Regions from separate parts of the Oryzias latipes genome. Here region 2 is linked to region 1. The links are chromatin contacts, called in public Hi-C maps. All regions are on one chromosome and are shown on one strand. Each heading gives the region's core, a stretch centred on a gene start, on an enhancer-like site or on the middle of the called end of the contact. The rest is flanking DNA. Distances are from core to core; before and after follow the strand shown. Region 1 overlaps LOC101168211 (calmodulin-binding transcription activator 1-like). Region 2 holds the start of LOC101168461 (trichohyalin).

Region 1 (3,731 bases), core at 693-3,192:
GCCAGGGAGAAACGCAATGGCAAAGTCCATAAGCCTATCCTGCTGCATCAGAACAGCACAGAGGTGTCATCCACCAACCAGGTGGAGGTCCCGGACACCACGCAGAACTCCCCTGTCTCCATCAGCAGTGGCCTCAACAGTGATCCAGATATGGCAGACAGCCCTGTGGTGACAGGAATGAGTCATGTGGCCTCAGTCATGTCCAGCCTGTCCCAAAGTGTGTTTATGTCTGAGGTCCCTGGAGACCCTGTCTACAGCATGTCACCTACTGGGGGTCCCAATCCTCACCTGATGGGTCCTGATGCCACTTCACAGGGCTTGGTGCTGTCTGTGAATGCTGATCGTCACAAATTTGCCTTCCCTGGTGGAGGAGGAGTAGGGGAACCCGGAACAACCACAGCAGGAAATAATCTGTCCATGTTGTCCACAGCTGGGGTATCGGAGGAACTGGTGCTAAGCAGCAGTCTGGACTCTGGAAGCATAAAGATCCCAGAGACTACCATGAACTTTGACCCGGACTGCTTTCTAAACAATCCCAAACAGGGCCAGACATATGGAGGCAGTGCACTGAAGACAGAGGGCAACTCCTCCTCAGCCTCTTCTGGGGGAAGCAGTAATACCAATGGAAATCTGCAGCGCTCTCCCACCATGTCGGACAATGGGTACACTTTCAGCTCAGCTCTCGTGAAGAACATCAAGACAGAAGATACTTCCTTTGAGCAGCATCTGGCCAAAGAGAGTGGCTACCAGGTGGGTGGAGTGGTAAACTGTGGAAGTGGAGTCTCTGTGTCATCTGGTGGGACCTCAGGCCAAGGCAACCTTGGTTTAACTTCAGCAGGTTCCTTGCTTCCCTCTGGCGGGGCTCTTAGTCCCAGCACTACCTTGGAGCAGATGGATTTCAGTGCCATTGATGCCAAGCAAGACTATACATCTGGTGCTACCACGGTGACCTACGGTCAGGCCCTGCCCAGTCCTCACATGCAACACCAAAATCGTTCACCCAGCTTCTTCCTCCAGGATGCTTCTCAACCCAACCAGAATCAACAAGGGAGGCCCGGCATGGGACAGAAAACACACATGATGGAGCACAACTCCCACGACTCTGGAGTTTATATGGGGCTGCAGGTGGTGAAATCCGACTCTACCGGCACCAATGGACATCTTCATCACCACCATCAGGCTCATCAGGCCCAGCACAGAACCAACTGTAATGGAGGCTCACCCACAGAAGGGCCTGGTCAGGCTGGCTCCCTGCAGTTGTTGCAGTACCAGGGCAGCTTTCCAGGACTGGGCTCTGAGCATGAGGAGGTGGTTGGTTTGGAGCAGCCTGGCAGTGTGGGTTCAGGTCAAGCTGGAGCCTCAGAGAGTGGAGCTGACAATCTGCTCAAGCCAGCAGATCATATTCAAACCTGTGGAGCTGGAAATGGAGAGGGAGGAGGAGCAGAGCACTACCTGCAACAAGCTTCAGACAGTGGAGGGGTGGGGACAGGAAATACAGGTGAAGGAATAGCTATTCATAATGGAAACAACAACAGCGATGGCAGCAACCGCACCCAGCAGCAACAACAGCTACAGCCTCTACTCCAAGGCACAAACATGGTACAAGGCCTGTATAACGCAGTAGGAACCCACCAAAGCTTAAGTGGAGCAGCCAGTAATGGAGGAGCAGGAGGAACAGGCATGGAGATCAGTCTGGACCATTTTGACATATCATTTGGAAACCAGTTTTCTGACCTGATTAATGACTTCATCTCAGTGGACGGTGGTGGAACTGCCATGTCAACTGCAGGGGCCCTATATGCTCACCAGCTGGTCACGTCTCACAGCTCAGAAAATCAGAGCACAGCAGGTGGACCCGCCCAGCAGGGCCAAGAGGATGGAGGCGCTAGAGGATCTGGCTATAGCCCCTCAGATCTCTGCCTCCAACCCTGCTGCAGTCCCCAGTCTTTGGGGGGAAGGGCTGGGGCAGAAGGGAACACGGGGGAAGCAGGCTCGCTGTCCTACATGAACGTCGCAGAGGTGGTTTCTGCAGCTGTTGCCCAGGGGGCTCTGGGGATGCTGCAGGCCACGGGGCGCCTCTTCATGGTCACTGACTACTCCCCTGAGTGGTCCTATCCTGAGGTAAGAAGCTGCACTCTCTTACCTTCATGTCTCTTATTGAAGGATTTAGGTTGGTGCTTCATAAATGAAAAAAATATCTGTAGTATTACTGTTTGTTCTTAGGCCCATTTAAAGAAAAAGTACTGATTTGAAATTAAAACAATTATTGGAAGACTATATTACTGTCATGCATTGATCACATCATAAATTGCAATTGGTTTATTTCAAGCAATCAAAACAAAATCTTGAATAAGACAAACAAAAGAAATCTATACCTACAAATAGACATATCAGACTTGACCCGAGGAACCCAACAGTTTGTAGCCACTGACTGTATATGAGAACTGGACTGAGTGATTCCTTCCCACTTTGTGTTCAAGTCAGGAACTACCTCCAAGAAGCCAAAACCCATTGGCTTCTATTGAGAAATAAACAGCTATTACTAATTCTATTTTTTAGAATCACCATTCTGGCTCTGATTCATCTTTTTAACATGTTTTGGATTAGATTGGATTTTTTTTTTATGTAATCAAACTAAAAATAATTCTCGCTAATCCAAATTTTTTTAATATATATTTTTATTTATCGCACGTTATTAAAGTTATAAACTGACCAATGAGATGCCTCAATAAAAGCATGTGGTACCGGCTGCCCCCCACCTCAAGGTCTGATTGACAGATTCTCCTGAGCCGCTTTCAGTAGAAAGGGTGTGGACTTCAAACAAGCTTACTCCTGATTGGTGACAGTAGTTCCCATAGAAGCGTTGACTCAGATCCACTTAGACCAATCACTTTTGTTTGGCTCCATGGAAAAATGGCAACCGAATTGACTTCATTTCACTGGAGCCAGAAGTAAGGAATTTTCTATGGGTGACATCCCACTCACTCAGTCTAGTTCTCTTACAAAATCATTAGTTGTAGCCCATCTTGTGAATTTGTCTGAATGTGGTGGATTTTTAAGTTTTTCCTCCACCTCATTCACTCTGTCTGCAGCTTCTTGAATCCTGTCCTTTTGATAATCCACAGAAGTCCATGGTCGCCTCTTTTCCTGGTGCATCTTCTTTTGACCTATTTTGCCCTTCCATTAGTCTTTCCACTGATCTGCTTTGGACACAGCGCTCTGTGAACAGCCAGCCTTCTTAGCTAAGAACTTTTGTGGCTTACCGAGACTACAGAGGGAATCAATGATGGTCTTCTGGATAGCTCTCAAGTCTGAAGTTTTCCCCACATTGAATCAAACTGAGACAATAGGACCAAACTGATCAAACTTAATGACAAATGGGGAACCTGTACATGTGCTTTGAGTGTAGTAGATGATTATTTGGTGAAACTCAGTTTAAAACACTGGTACCCAGCAAATTTGGTCAAATTTCTTTTTTGTATTTACATTTTTTTCAAATCCCGTTTTTGTGGGTTTTATGAGCTGGGACCCCAATTTAAGTAAATACTAATCAAAGAAATTTCTTAAATTGGTCAAACAGTGGGCCCTGAATCTATATTCTATGAAAGTTTCGTTTTTTGAATGGAATTATGGAAATGTCTATGATATTCTGCTGGAAAGGGTGTGTGTGTAAACATGCCATTGTATTTACTCTTAATCATAAGTAGGCGTGTGTCCACCTCTACACACAG
Region 2 (3,252 bases), core at 555-3,054, 39 kb after region 1:
GTCCTCACTTCCATTTTTGCTATTATTTTTTCTCAGAATAATGTAAACAACTACAATCTTTTGATTTCTGCATCATCAATACAACTTTAAAAGATCATAGCAATATGATCATCTCTAATCATCTAATATTTTTGGTACATGTAATTGTACCTGGTTGTTGACATTGTTTGGTCTCTGGGTTCCACTTAAGTGGTGTCACTGCAAATTATGCAAGCATATTGTAAACAAACAGATAATCATTTTGATGAAACACATTAAATTACTTGGATCTGTTCTTGTTTTATCACCAGGTTCAGTGCTCCCATTTACCAAAAAAAGCACGAACAAAATTTGCGTCAAACCATTAACCCTTGTGCTATCCTATGACCCCACTCTTACATCGACGTGTTATCCCTACCACGACAAAGGTGGATAAAGGTGAAGAGGATTTTATGTAATCCATGGACACCAGTGAAGATCACAAATCATTGAAGAAAAAAGGTTCAGCGCACTGTCTAGTGGGGTCCCCTGATGGGAAAAGCCGAAAGAGAAAGGAAGGCACTGTCTTGTGGGGTCTAGATGACCGAACTCCCAATGGTAAAGTGCCTAGGATAGCACAAGGGATAAACAAGATCATTCATTTTTAAAAAGACTTTGTTTTTCTTGCTCTTATTTAACATATGCAGAGGAAAACTTACTTTGGCCTAAACAAGGGTTTTGTTGTGGCAGCATGGGTGGAAATGGCAGTGTAACGACGAGGGCGTAATTTGATCCTTTCTTTTCAACTAAAGTAATCTAATACATCTGCAGCTTATGTAAATTCTATAGTACAATAGCAGAGAGAGATCTACGTTTATAACATCATTGGCCTCACCAGTATAAAGGCAGGATCAAAAACAAGACAAAAAAAACATTTAAAAGATGTAAAATTTAAAAAACAACATGGTATAAAGCAATCTCTTTAAAGTGGAGTCATACATATATTTATATGCTTTGTAACAGAGCTCTGGCTGCATTTTTTATTTTTTTTTTACTGATAATTTCTTCACCTGGTTCCATTGATCGAGCTTTGTGATCAAATACAAATCCTCAGTTCTGTTGTCGTTCATCAACACAACCACTAGAGGGCAACCTTACATTTAAGAAATGTAACTGAGGAGCTTTTACGCGATAAACTTTGAAATTAATGGAGATTTCTACCAAGTTAGACAACTGTAACCCTTGTGCTTTCCTAGGCACTTTAACATTGGGAGTTGGGTCATCTAGACCCACTAGACAGTGCTCTGAACCTTTTTTCTTCAATGATTTGTGATCTTCACTGGTGTCCATGGATTACAATGAAATCTTTCCACCTTAGTTTATCCACCTTTGTCATGGTAGGAATAACACGTCAATGTAAGGGTGGGCTCATCTAAGATAGCACAAGGGTTAACACCTTAATTTATTTATCCATGGTTATTTATACAGAAACTTTTAAGAAACAGTGTTCTTAAAATTTTATTGAACAATGTAAAACACTTATACAACTGTATTGCTTTGTCAACTTAATAAAGGGTTATTATATGTTTTTGTTTCTTTTAAAAAAATTTACCATGCGCATGTAATGTGTTGATAAACATTATATCGTCGAAATAATAAGGCAAAAGTGAATAAACAGTCAGCTACAGACTTATCCGCAGATGATCGCAAGTACCATGAAAATTAGGCTGTGTGCTGCTTTCAAGGGCTCATGGAAATGTTTCCATTCATTCAAAGAACATGTATCATGAGTATTACGTAGTATTTTTCTCTCTTTGTTTACAGTAAGTGGTTGATCCTGGAGTATCACCATTATGTCTTTATTTCTTTATATCATTTAGGAATCCAAACTATGGCAGCATGTTTTACATTTTAACGGGATTTGAAAGTTGTGGCACGGATGGCACTACGTTTGAGCTTTGAATGTGTCCATGAACGCAGCACAGTTGCCCGCCCACGCTGTTGCTGCTGCCGAGTAGGATTCATGAAGAAGGAGCAGCTGAAGCGTCAGTCTGTGGGCTAACTTTGACTTCCCACCACGAGCTGAAGGCTCTTTGTTTCTGTTGTGGTAAAAACACGACCGTTTCGTGTAGTTTTCCTCGTAAAAGGGAAACTCGTCTGAAGTGGGAATCGCGTTTGCGGTATTTTGGATTGTTAGCAAAGAAGCAAATTAGCGACAAAGCGAAGAAGGAAAGAGGAAGGAACAGAATAAAAGTGCACTTTTGGGAGTTTTTGTTGTTTCTCCACAAACTTTTCAAGGGAAATTTGCGCGTGGGACGCCTAAAACAGTGCAGCGAGTCAGGAACAGGTTGGTAATTGTACTTCAGTCGATATACCTGCTTCAGGTTTGATGTTTTGTTTACAAGCCTCATGGCTGCAGCCTCATTAACTAAACTTCCACTGGTTGAAGTTATTGCTGATGTCAGAAGATAACCCTTAAACCCGCTTCTCAGACTTTCCTGGCTCTGAAAACCCATTTCCGTGTTTGAACAGCCCGCTTCTGTTGTGTCCGGGTCTTCTGTGAAGTCATGAAGCAGTGAGTCCAGGCGCAGAGAGATGGCAGAACTGGAGATCGACCAATCCAACCTTCCACGTGTCCACGAGGGTAAGTTGTCCTGCAGACCCTCACGTGCACGGAAACTGTGCGTAATGGTGTGTTCTGCTGTCAGCAAGAAGAAAAAAATAAAAACGTTTAATTAAATCACATAAGCGTCATAGGAGGTTTGTGTTTTTAATTTTGCACCTGCAGCAGCAGCAGAGAGTCTGGATCTGCACATGACATGGAGGAGTTGGGACATGCAGGTACAGGACAGCTGAGGAGGGAGGGAATTTTCCACACTCAGGCTTTGTTTTTCAGCTGTACACAGTTATCATTGACACGACTGGTATGCTGAGTGCAGATAAAGCTGGGATGGCTGGGAAAATGTGCCATCAGGCTACAGCTGCAAGACAGTTACCATAGCAAACTTTTTTTTTTAAATTAAATCTAATTTCTTCATGCCAACAAAATGATTTATTGCAGTAAAAAAAATACAAAATGTATGCATGTCGCTTACTTACTAGTTTCTATGCAGCTCTGATCTAGTCCCCCCTCCCCATGTGTGAAGTGGAAAACATTCATAAGTTAGGAATTTCTGAGGAATGTCCTGAATATAGATGCTTAACTCAGCCTTTGAGCCCTCACTAATGAATGTGGTAGAAGTGGGTCTGCATGGGCCCTGTTTTTTTTAATCAGGAGAGATAACTCAACGATCC

What was found. A called contact is a pair of places that touch in the nucleus more often than the background predicts.
Region 2: a contact with region 1 is called in a Hi-C map of embryo, with 2.3 times the contacts expected there. The contact joins the promoter of LOC101168461 here to the enhancer-like site in region 1. A contact is called at or near these places in 3 of 5 Hi-C or Micro-C datasets (embryo and gastrula embryo).

What each region holds. Positions count from the first base shown.
Region 1 is chr7:20,887,334-20,891,064 of ASM223467v1, forward strand. LOC101168211 (calmodulin-binding transcription activator 1-like) reads left to right here. Exons shown (of 19, transcript XM_023956778.1): 9 at 1-2,121. Among protein-coding and RNA genes, the nearest start is that of LOC101165144, 36 kb to the right of the region's middle. Within about 2 kb of position 1,943, at least 1 of the 8 cell types and tissues checked has an H3K27ac peak or open chromatin away from gene starts, as enhancers often do. A contact at or near this core is called in embryo, where this site is marked.
Region 2 is chr7:20,926,492-20,929,743 of ASM223467v1, forward strand. It overlaps LOC101168461 (trichohyalin), which reads left to right and starts at 1,805. Exons shown (of 13, transcript XM_011477459.3): 1 at 1,805-2,305; 2 at 2,491-2,602. The coding sequence starts at 2,554.